Regions from separate parts of the Sus scrofa genome. Here all the other regions are linked to region 1. A link is a contact called in public HiChIP or PLAC-seq data. All regions are on one chromosome and are shown on one strand. The core of a region is the stretch at or near the end of the contact, and the rest is flanking DNA. Distances in the headings are between cores, read along the strand shown. Region 1 overlaps TBC1D1 (TBC1 domain family member 1). Region 2 has its middle 54 kb from the start of RELL1. Region 3 overlaps RELL1 (RELT-like protein 1).

Region 1 (3,698 bases), core at 862-3,361:
TTAATTAACAGCTACCACTGAGTGAATGTTTGCCATGTACTAGATAGAGTTTTAAGTCTTTATGTGAATTAGCCATTTTTTTCCCCTTCAACAGCTCTTTTGCAGTAGGTGTAATACTCATGTTAGAGACAAGGGCATGGGGAACAGAGGGCAAGTCGTTTGCTAGGCAGTGTTGAGCCCGTGTGTCTGAGGTCCAAAGACATTATCTTAATCATGTGTCCTTTAGGAGTGTAACCAACAACGTTTAATGTTACAGAAGTACTCAGCAATTTGCCTGAGTGCATTATCCAGTAGATAAGTTTTTCTTTTTTCCTGACATTTTATCACGAAAATTTCAAACATACAAACAAGCGCACAGTACTCCTACGCCCACCATCTGGAGGAAACCATTTTTTTTTTAATGTTTTGTTAATATTTATTTTTTATTTATTTATTTATTTTTTAATAAATTTTTTTATTTTCCCACTGTACATCAAGGGGGTTAGGTTATCCTTACATGTATACATTACAATTACATTTTTTCCCCCACCCTTTGTTCTGTTGCAACATGAGTATCTAGACAAAGTTCTCAATGCTACTCAGCAGGATCTCCTTGTAAATCTATTCTAAGTTGTGTCTGATAAGCCCAAGCTCCCGATCCCTCCCACTCCCATCAGGCAGCCACAAATCTTTTCTCCAAGTCCATGATTTTCTTTTCTGAGGAGATGTTCATTTGTGCTGGATATTAGATTCCAGTTATAAGTGATATCATATGGTATTTGCCTTTGTCTTTCTGGCTCATTTCACTCAGGATGAGATTCTCTAGTTCCATCCATGTTGCTGCAAATGGCATTATGTCACCCTTTTTATGGCTGAGTAGTATTCCATTGTGTATATATACCACATCTTCTGAATCCAATCATCTGTCGATGGACATTTGGGTTGTTTCCATGTCCTGGCTATTGTGAATAGTGCTGCAGTGAACACGCGGGTGCATGTGTCTCTTTTAAGTAGAGTTTTGTCCGGATAGATGCCCAAGTGGAGGAAACCATTTTTAACATTTTGTTATGTTTGCTTTCCTGTGTGTGTATCCTTATTTTGATGCCTTTCAAGGTAAGTTTCTGTACTAGCATTCTTCTTTTTTTTTTTTGCATTTTCTAGGGCTGCACCCACGGCCTATGGAGGTTCCCAGGCTAGGGGTCTGATCGGAGCTGTAGCTGCTGGCCTTCGCCAGAGCCACAGCGATGCAGGATCCGAGCCGCGTCTGCAACCTACACCACAGCTCTCGGCAACGCCGGATCCTTAACCCACTGAGCAAGGCCAGGGATCAAACCTGCAACCTCATGGTTCCTAGTCGGATTTGTTAACCACTGAGCCACGACGAGAACTCCATGTACTAGTCTTCTTGATCCCTGAACCCTTTAGTATGTGTATCAATACCTAGAATTTAGTATTTGTTTACAATTTTTTGGAGATAAGATTTACACATAGTAAGCTGCACAGATCTCGAGCGTACCATTTGTTGAGTTTGGAGGATTTTGTACATTCAGGTAGCCCACATCCCTGTCAAGATACAGGACATCTCCATCATGCCCGCAGGTACCCCCACAGCAGTCCTCACTCCCTCCCTCCCCCAGGCAACCACTGTTTTTTTTTTTTTTTCCCACCATAGATTCGTTTTGCCTGTTTGGGAACTTTTTATAAGTAGAATCATACAGTATCTTCTCTTTTGGTTCAGGCTTCTTTCACTTAGCAGAATGTTTTTGATATTCATCCTTGTTGTTGCATAAATCATTAATATGTTCCTTTTCATTCCATTGTGTCACAAGTATGGTTGATTTCTCCATTCCCCTTGTGACGGACACCTATGCTATTTCCAGGTGCTGGTTATTGTGAAAAGGCTGCCGGTGGATGGGTTGTGACACCCCTGGATGGTGGGTTCTGAACTGGGAACCCAGAGTGTGTTGTTCCTTTCCTTTGAAAAGCTAATGGTAGTTGCCTTTGTACCACAAGCTGTGCCTGATGCTTTTAGATGCTTTACCTGCTATGCTCACCCCACAGCACTGTTCTTACATCTTGAGGTCGGTCTCAGTTCACAGGAGAGGAAGTTGTGGCTCAGAGAAAGCAGCTTGCACAAGGCCGCGGCTAGTGAGTGACTGTCTCTGATCCAGCCACAGAGCCCGAGCTCTAAACTGCTTTGTTAACGGATTGGTTTCTAAGCACATTTCTTCATTTCTTTTGGAGGAGACAGAGTCGGTCTTTGAGGCAAATGTATTTCTTAGACTTGCAGTCCTGTTGCCAAGGAGCAGCTGAGAAGAAGTCACAGAAAGAATATGACCTGGGGTCAAGAAGATGCATCCTAGAGGTTTTTCAGTCCTTTAAAAAGGAAGGAGGCCTATGTGACTTAACTTTCCATTGTTCCACTTTTTAGGCATCACAGATTGCAGCGGAGAATATTGGAAGCGAGTTACCACCCAGTGCCACTCGGTTTAGACTAGATATGCTGAAAAACAAAGCAAAGAGATCTTTAACGGAGTCTTTAGAAAGTATTTTGTCCCGGGTAAGTGGTATGATTCGTCCTAATTTAAGTTGACTCACGTTTTGAGAGAACATGAGATTCAGTTCTTTGCTTTTACTCCAACAGGGTTCATTGTAAAGTATAGGAGGGTAAAACCTTTTTAATGTCTTCTTAGTCTTAGAAAATTGTTCCCTTTAAAGTTCAGTTTTTACCTTGGTCTGGGTTTTTAAAAATCATTATTGGAGTTCCCTGGTGGCTTCGAGACTAAAGGAGCTGGCGTTATTACTGCTGTAGCTCGGGTTGCTGCTCTGGCACAGGTTTGATCCCTGGCCTGGGAACCTCTGCATGCCAAGGGCATGGCCAAAAAAATAATCACTCTTTTGTGTTGTATTATATCCCATGGAGTTTCCCAAAAGAATGTTGTTTGTGGGGCAGCCCCTATAAAGAGCATGGATCAGATACATCAAAGTGTGGGTTCCATTCTCCCTGGTGTCACTAGGTACAGCTTAAAAATTGTTGTTCTCAGCTTCTGTTGCTGGTGTCTCAAATTGCCTGTAGCAGGATCTGCAAACTGTGGCTCTTGGGCCAGATACCAGTCACTTTTTGTTTTTGTAAATAAAGTTTTGTTAGAACACAGTCACATCAGTTCATTCGCCTTTTGTCTAAGGCTGCTTTTCTACAGAGTCAAGTAGTTGGCCCACAGAGCGTAAGAGGTTTATTATCTGGCCCTTTACAGAAGAAGTTTGTGGCCTGCAGCTCTACAGGAAAAATAAAATGTGCATCTGTACCAATCTGGAAGTTCTTAAAGAAATTCCTATCACCCCCTACTTACCTACTCCCCCCTCCCATGAGTGTAAACACCCCTGACGATGGCACTTCTAAGAAGTAGATGTTTGATTTTCTCTCAAAGTTCCACACCTTTCAAGAGTTTACAATATCTTCTTTTATTTCTTTTTTATTTCATGAACTACTTCATTTGAAACAAGCTTTATTTTTTTGGTGAAAGTTAAATTTTATTTTGTGTGAAGATGTTTCTGAGAGTCTTACAGCATCCTTACAGATAATTAAAGACAGTTCATTTACAGAACTGGCGCTGGGGTGGGGCTGCCTCTGTCTCCCAGACGGAGAGCTTGGGGTTGGCGTGTGGCGGGCTGGAGGCGAGGGTTGTGGAGCGCATGCCCTCCGGCACTTACTTTGCTTT
Region 2 (3,633 bases), core at 464-2,963, 260 kb before region 1:
TATATTCAGGAACTACATTGGGGCTATACATAAAAATTATTAGTAGTAATAATAACTAAAATTGATTGAATGCAAGGTTTTGTATTACAGATATATTTTCTCATTGAATCTTCTTATTAACCCCATGAGGTAAGCACTGTTGTTATCCCCAGATGAGAAAGAGGTTCAGAAGATTTAGTAACCTTCCCAAAGCCACACCCCTTATTAAAACGAAGTTAGGATTTGGACTCAAGTCAACCTGACCACAGAGCCCTTGCTTTGCATGTTCTGTCCATTCGATTATCAGAAAAGTCCTATGACAATATCTTATTAAAAACCACTATATTACAGATGAGGAAATAAGTCTGACAAAAGTTAAGTGACTCTCAAGGTCATGCCCAGGCCCTGTACTAGGTAACTGGGAACCAGAGACGAATGTATGGCCCCCGGCAGAGCTGCTTGCTGTGTGTGGCTGCACAGCTCGAGCACCACACAAAGGTACCTGGTCCATCCAGGAGCGGGGGGTTGCAGGGTGAGATTCAGCTAGAGTTCTGCTCATAAACCAAGGCCCTGACCCTGGCTACATCACACAGACCTGCCTTCTAGCAGCCAAGTGTATCCATGAGGCTGCAGCTAACCAGAGGGGGAAGCTTATCACAAATTGAGCAAAGTCTGTGCACGGGTTGGCAGAGGACTTGACCCAGACCCAAAGACAGCCTAACTACTACGCAAATTAATCGAACCCAAGGAAGGGGTCCTTAGAACCTCCAATCTGTAACTACTAGGTCAAAAGCACAGGTGACAACCTGAGCTTGCAACTGGCATCTGAGGTAGAGGTGGAAGGGGTGGTCATGTAGGACTGAACCCTTAACCTGTAGACACCATCTCTGGGTCAATAGTTCAGAAGTGAGTTGAATTTTAGGACCCCCAGCTGGTGTCTGAGAATTGCTTGATGGTGTAGAGAAAAAAGAACCTTGCCACACACGTCGAAGTTGGGTCCCCAAAAAATTTTACCTAGCTATCTGAGCCCTGATGTTCTGTAATGCTGAACACTCATACGTTATGTGCGTCTCTCTTTAGCTCCAGGGGTAAATAATGATTAATCTAAGATGACTAGTATAGTTCCTGTTCCTTCCAGAGTGAGGAACAAGGATTTCGGGAAATAATCCCAGAAACTGCCTAGAAACACAGTTTAAGAGATTAAAGAAAATGTATGTAGAGCACCAGACGCAAAGTCTTGATTATAGTGGGCACTGGTGTATGGTACTTATCATTATTACCTACCATTGAGATCTGAGTGACACGTGTGCTAGAACTGATGGTTTCCTAATGTCTCATCAGTCAATGATGTGTGCTCATTTTCAGCATGTGCAGCACTTGGGGCCAACTAGCAAGTTGGAAACCCATAGCAACAATGTTTGATTTCCTGGCAACAATGAGTAGTGCATCAAGGAAGAAGGAGGGTAAAGGCAGGACTGGACTTGCTCCATAGTGATAGAGCAATGGCCTCTGGGAGCCAGGAGGAGAGGCATGGAGATTCTGCTCTGTGTGAGCTGTCTCACTGTGCTTAATGGAAATGTTAAAACGTAACGACATTGCTGGCAAAAGGTGGGAGAAAATGAGAAAGTATTTTGGTGGAGCCCTAAATCCATGCCACAATGAGGGATTGCTCCACCAGAATCCTTTCTTACTTCCTGCCGTGTAACAAAGTTTCAGTTCTGTAGCAGGAGTGCCAGCTGGAGGCTGCATTTCCCAGCACCCCTTGCAGCTTGGTATGGTCCCGTGACCACATTGTCATCAGTGCAGGGGGAGTGGGCCACAGCTACCTCTTTTGTTTAGAGGAAATCGCAGTCTTGGATTATTTCTTTCTCCCTTCCTAGAAGCTGAATCTTCTTTTAGACTCAGCTTTGACTATACAGAAGAGGGCTCTTTCACTCTGCGTGTTAATTGAGAAAAGCGTGCCCCTCCCTAAGATAAGACTCAGAAGTTGAGGTTGTCAAAGCAGTAGCCAATATAAAAAAGCTGCTGGGAGTTCCCGTCGTGGCGCAGTGGTTAACGAATCCAACTAGGCACCATAAGGTTGAGGGTTCGGTCCCTGCCCTTGCTCAGTGGGTTAACAATCCGGCGTTGCCGTGAGCTGTGGTGTAGGTTGCAGACACGGCTTGGATCCCGCGTTGCTGTGGCTCTGGCATAGGCCAGTGGCTACAGCTCCGATTCGACCCCTAGCCTGGGAACCTCCATATGCCGCGGTAGCAGCCCAAAGAAATGGCAAAAAGACAAAAAAAAAAAAAAAAAAAAGCTGCTGATCACACACACACACACACACACACACACACACACACACACACACCCCTGTGATTAATGCAACATTTACATTTATTTCCTTCAATAGGCAAACAGGGAGAGGGGTGGGGGGAGGGGTGGGGGATGGGCATGCACAACCATATTAATCTGGCCAATCTTTCTCTGCCTCCTTCCTGCTGACCCCCAGGCCATATGTCAGTGACCTCTGCTACCAAGACATCTTTCTCATGTCTGTAGAGGGGGTTGGACTCTCCTCCAAACTGTGCACCACATTCTGCAAAACCCAGTTCTCCAGAGAGCAGCACTGGATCAGCCAGAGTTACAGGAGCATTGGCGCAGGTACTGCCATCACTTCCACTGCTTTCTCTCCAACGCAAACAACTTGTTTATACGGCTGGCTTTTCATGTACAAACACGTTTCCCGTTGTTTTTTAAACATAACTGAAAAACAACATATGCACTAACAAATTTCATGAAAACGTTTTTATGACATCTCTTAAGTTCAACATGTTCGCAGTTTGTCAAACTAGGGTGTAAATACTCTGTCAAAACAGTTTCCCTCGTGTGGAAAGGGGGAGTGAGGCCTCCTCTAAACACTGGTACAAGCCACACATGCCATGGGGGCAGAGTCTGCAGGATAGAGGAGTAACAGATGGCCCAGCAACCATGTGTAGCCGAGCTGTCCCCCTGGCCCCAACTGCCAACACTGTGACTGCAAAGAGCAGAAACTTCCTTCTTTCTGAAACCACTACATTTTTTTTTAATTTATTTGCTGTAACTGCTTAACCTTTACCCTGGCAAATACACTGAGTAAAACAGAGTAAGGAGGCAACCAACATTTACTGAGTAGGTGAATGAAGGCATGAGTGAAGTACAATTGAGTGCGTAGTTCCTCACATTTTTAGAACAAAGGAGCATCCTGTATTGTTTTGTTTTATCTGTTTCTGATAGGGATAGAGTAGGATAGTTATACAGGGAGTGGCAGAAGTCCCAGTAGGGGACCACAAATAGGGAAATCTAGGGAACTTTGGGAGACCACTATAATAATCACTCATGAAAGCCATCAGGGAGGTCCTGTCATGGCTCAGTGGTTAATGAATCCGACTAGGAACCACGAGGTTGCAGGTTTGATCCCTGGCCTTGCTCAGTGGGCTAAGGATGCGGTGTTGCTGTGAGCTGTGGTGTAGGTTGCAGACTCGGCTCGGATCCCGAGTTGCTGTGGCTGTGGCACAGGATCAGCCGGATTAGACCCCCTAGCTTGGGAACCTCCATATGCCATGTGAGCAGCCCTAGAAAAGGCAAAAAGACCAAAAAAAAAAAAAAAAAAGAAAAAGAAAGAAAGAAATAAGA
Region 3 (3,567 bases), core at 1,047-3,546, 380 kb before region 1:
CACATATTAACCTGCCTGAATATTTAAAAACCCACAAGAACGGTAACACGTCCTCACCACAGCACATAACCAGCCCCCTGCATTCCTTCCCCCATGACACATTTCTTCTTAGCATTCAGTCTAAGGAAATCTAACGGCCACAATTTCCAAAGGACCTCTTTTTATCAGGGTTTTATAAAGCAAGAGAGAACAGAACTTGAGAACCACAGCAGACAGAGGGGGTCGGTCTGTGTTAACAGCAGTTCCTGGGGTGACAGGAGGGGATCCTCCCTGAGAGACCTGTACCACTTCTGCTTGGGAACCTGATCTTGAACTCTTCAGCTACATCCTGTCAAGCAAGGAGCAATGGGATGAATGTGTTTAGTACAGGGCACCTTGTAGGTGCCAGGTAAGGTGTCTTTCCCAAGCCACACCAAACTGCACTAACTCTGCATCTCCACTGAGCGAACGGGGCAGCGAGATTGGGACTTCTCGGGGCAAGAAGGATGCCTCTGCAATCTTAGGTCTTCACTGTACCTTGGAAGGCTCTGCAGTGAATTTTTTTTTTTTTTTTTTTTTTGCCTTTTCTAGGGACGTACCTGTGGCATATGGAGGTTCCCAGGCTAGGGGTCCAATCGGAGCTGTTGCTGCCGGCCTACACCAGAGCCACAGCAATGCGGGATCCGAGCCATGTCTGTGACCTACAGCACAGCTCACGGCAATGCCGGATCCTTAACCCACTGAGCAAGGCCAGGGATTGAACCCGCCACCTCATGGTTCCTAGTCGGATTCATTAACCAACAAACTGCCTGCGCCACAGCGGGAACTCCTCTGCAGTGTATTTTTAAGCTCTTCTAACCACTCACAGGTCTGTGTCCATGTCCATATTTACATCACAAAGGAAGCCCCTCGTAAACCCGGCAAATAGTTTTCTACTTTTCAAAGGTTTGTGGTGTGGTTCACAATGGTCTCATCTAGATGACAGTCAGTTACGTGTCCTTTAACTTTCCTCTTCTGAAGACCCGGAACAGGAGCGAAATGCTACATCAGCCTGTGTAGACTGCAGCATACACACCACGCAGGCCGACCTACCCCCGTTAAGGAAGAAAACCTTCTCTTGTTTCCCCAGACTGTGTTTGCCTATGAACACTAAAGAGAGATGAAACCAACTTGCAGAAATATGAAGAAATAGCAAAAAATCAATAGGATGTCTTTATTGGAGTATTACTTTGTACTTATTATTCAAATAAGTACTTATTTTACAGACAAGTACATCCTTTACAAATATCTCATCCTTCAGGATATGTAGTCTAACATTATCCATGTTATCCTTTACTGCTGCTGACAGTTATAATACTCACAATGGGTGTGTGTGTGTGTGTGTGTGTGTGAAGGAGGGAGAGAGATTTCCCAAACTAAATGTGTGGGTAAAGGATGCTTTCCCCTTTAGCTGAAAAGGAGCTGCCCTCTAAAATAGCATGAACCAGTCATGGCTCCACTGCAGAGCTCAGTGGCAACAAACCGGACAAGGATCCATGAGGATGTGGGTTTGATCCCTGGCCTTGCTCAGTGGGTTAAGGATCCGGGATTGAGCTGTGGTGTAGGTCACAGACGTGGCTCAGATCTGGTGTTGCTGTGGGTGTGGTGTAGGCCGGCAGCAACAGCTCCGATTGGACTGCTAGCCTGAGAACTTCCATATGCTGCACCTGCAGCCCTAAAAAAAAAAAAAAAAAAAAAAAAACGCATAAAATAAAATAAAAAACAGCATGAACCAAGTTCTTAATTATAAATGAATAACTAAGTCCCTGTACTGCATTGCCACAACCTTACACGGCTAAACCATGAATTTGGACCATAAAAACCAAACAAACTCAAATGTGGGAATAAGTTCATTTGAATACTGGGTTGATTAATGTGGAAGACACTATCAGGGAAAAAAGTAGAAAGGCCAGAGCTGGAAAAATAGACAAATTGTCCTAAAAGAAAAAAAAAAGTTTAAAAAGATGAGAGACTTTTCCCAGTAATACTTCAAACTAGGCCATTATCTAGAAAATAGGTATTCAACTATTTTTATGTCTTTCTCTCTCTCTCTCTCTTTTTATCACCTGCTCTCTTAGACCTGGACTTTTTTTGTATCAAGGAAAACAAGAAGGTCAAGAGCAAAGGATGTCAGGCCCAGACTGGGGTCTTTCATCACAGTCAGACTCTTCATTCCAACGCAGTAGAAATTCCCAGTGTTCTTTGCACAAGTTTGACCACTGGTCAGGAGTGGGCAGGAAGGACAGAGGGCTGGGTTACGAAGGAGGGATCCGGAGATATTGGCCTGTCCCCACATCCACACCCTCTGACTAGCTGTGAAGCCTCGGCCTCCCTACAGAGTTCCCTCCTAAGGTCGTTGGGGGTTTTGCATAAGATGATGTATGTGCAGTGCTTAATACCAGACCCTTCTCCAAGTTAGCTATTGTTTTCATGACCATCATCCAATCACACTGGCTTTCTTTGTACGGCCTTCCTTGGCTAATTAAAACTGCACTGTGCACAGTGTCTTTGAAAGCGGAAGGGACAGATACAAACAGCTGCTTCAAGTCTGGATCGCTCACACCAGACACGAGGCAGAAAAAGGAAAGTTAACCTTTCTCGGGCTCTGTCGAAAGCTCCCCAGCTCTGATTCACAGCTCTGGGCTCTTGCTCTTCACAAACACACCCTTAACAACAGGGAGCACTTGACCAGCACAGCAACTATCTATTTCCAGGTAAATACCTATCTTACTGGGGTGACAACCAAGAGGAAAGAAGATACCACATTCTGTACGCCTGTAAATTTCCAGTGGTAGCCTTGTTTCCGGAACTGTGTCATGGTACATTCGACATTGTTAAATTTCTTCTCCTTCCATTCTATTGCTGTGAGTATGACCATAGTCACAACCAAACACATGCTGTAAAATAGTATTTCTTTACCACAGCTTTTAATGCTAAATGGTGCCTTCTGTATGGGCAAACAGCAGTCAGAAAACAGGAGGGAGCTGGCATAGATGCTAGAGAAATCTAGCAGCAATGGACCAGAGGGGGAGAAAACGAATTATTCTCCAGTTCTCATTGCCATAGGGCCCCCCCACATTTAATAACGCTGACCTATCTTTTTAGGGGGTGAGGGTAGGGGGAGAATTTGGTGATTATTGTCTTACACTAGTGAGTGCTCAGGCTGGGGGAAGTGAAGCCAAACTTCCTTACATTGAAAAGACAACTCAGAAATCCCAAGTGTTTTATGTGGAATCTAAAATATGACACAAATGAACCTATTTATGAAACAGACTCACAGACATAGAGAACACAGACTTGAGGTTGCCCAGGGGAAGTGCGGAGGCTTGGGGGAGGGATAGGGTGGGAGGCTGGGGTTTAGCAGATGTAAGCTATTACTTATAGGATGAATAAACAACAAGGTTCTACTGTTTAGTGCAAGAAACTAGATTCAATAGCCTATGATAAATCATAATAGAAAAGAATATTTTTAAAAAGAATGGAATCTCTTTGCTGTGCCCCAGAAATACAACTCTGTAAATCAACTCTCCTTCAATTTTTCAAAAGCAC

The links. HiChIP or PLAC-seq counts read pairs in DNA pulled down with a chosen protein or histone mark.
Region 2: a contact with region 1 is called in an H3K27ac HiChIP or PLAC-seq map of alveolar macrophages. The contact joins two enhancer-like sites. A contact is called at or near these places in 1 of 47 Hi-C or Micro-C datasets (embryonic fibroblasts) and 1 of 2 datasets of contacts at active chromatin or transcription factors (alveolar macrophages).
Region 3: an H3K27ac HiChIP or PLAC-seq map of alveolar macrophages shows a contact between it and region 1. The contact joins two enhancer-like sites. A contact is called at or near these places in 1 of 5 promoter capture datasets (liver), 20 of 47 Hi-C or Micro-C datasets (alveolar macrophages, embryonic fibroblasts, fetal heart ventricle and 11 more) and 2 of 2 datasets of contacts at active chromatin or transcription factors (alveolar macrophages and skeletal muscle).

What each region holds. Positions count from the first base shown.
Region 1 is chr8:29,503,875-29,507,572 of Sscrofa11.1, forward strand. TBC1D1 (TBC1 domain family member 1) reads left to right here. Exons shown (of 22, transcript XM_021101100.1): 9 at 2,411-2,539. Among named protein-coding and RNA genes, the nearest start is that of MIR9840, 43 kb to the right of the region's middle. Within about 2 kb of position 2,112, at least 2 of the 83 cell types and tissues checked have an H3K27ac peak or open chromatin away from gene starts, as enhancers often do. A contact at or near this core is called in alveolar macrophages, where this site is marked.
Region 2 is chr8:29,242,913-29,246,545 of Sscrofa11.1, forward strand. No RefSeq gene overlaps it. Among named protein-coding and RNA genes, the nearest start is that of RELL1, 54 kb to the left of the region's middle. Within about 2 kb of position 1,714, at least 10 of the 83 cell types and tissues checked have an H3K27ac peak or open chromatin away from gene starts, as enhancers often do. A contact at or near this core is called in alveolar macrophages, where this site is marked.
Region 3 is chr8:29,121,310-29,124,876 of Sscrofa11.1, forward strand. All of the region lies in intron 6 of RELL1 (RELT-like protein 1), which reads right to left. Among named protein-coding and RNA genes, the nearest start is that of RELL1, 67 kb to the right of the region's middle. Within about 2 kb of position 2,297, at least 10 of the 83 cell types and tissues checked have an H3K27ac peak or open chromatin away from gene starts, as enhancers often do. A contact at or near this core is called in alveolar macrophages, where this site is marked.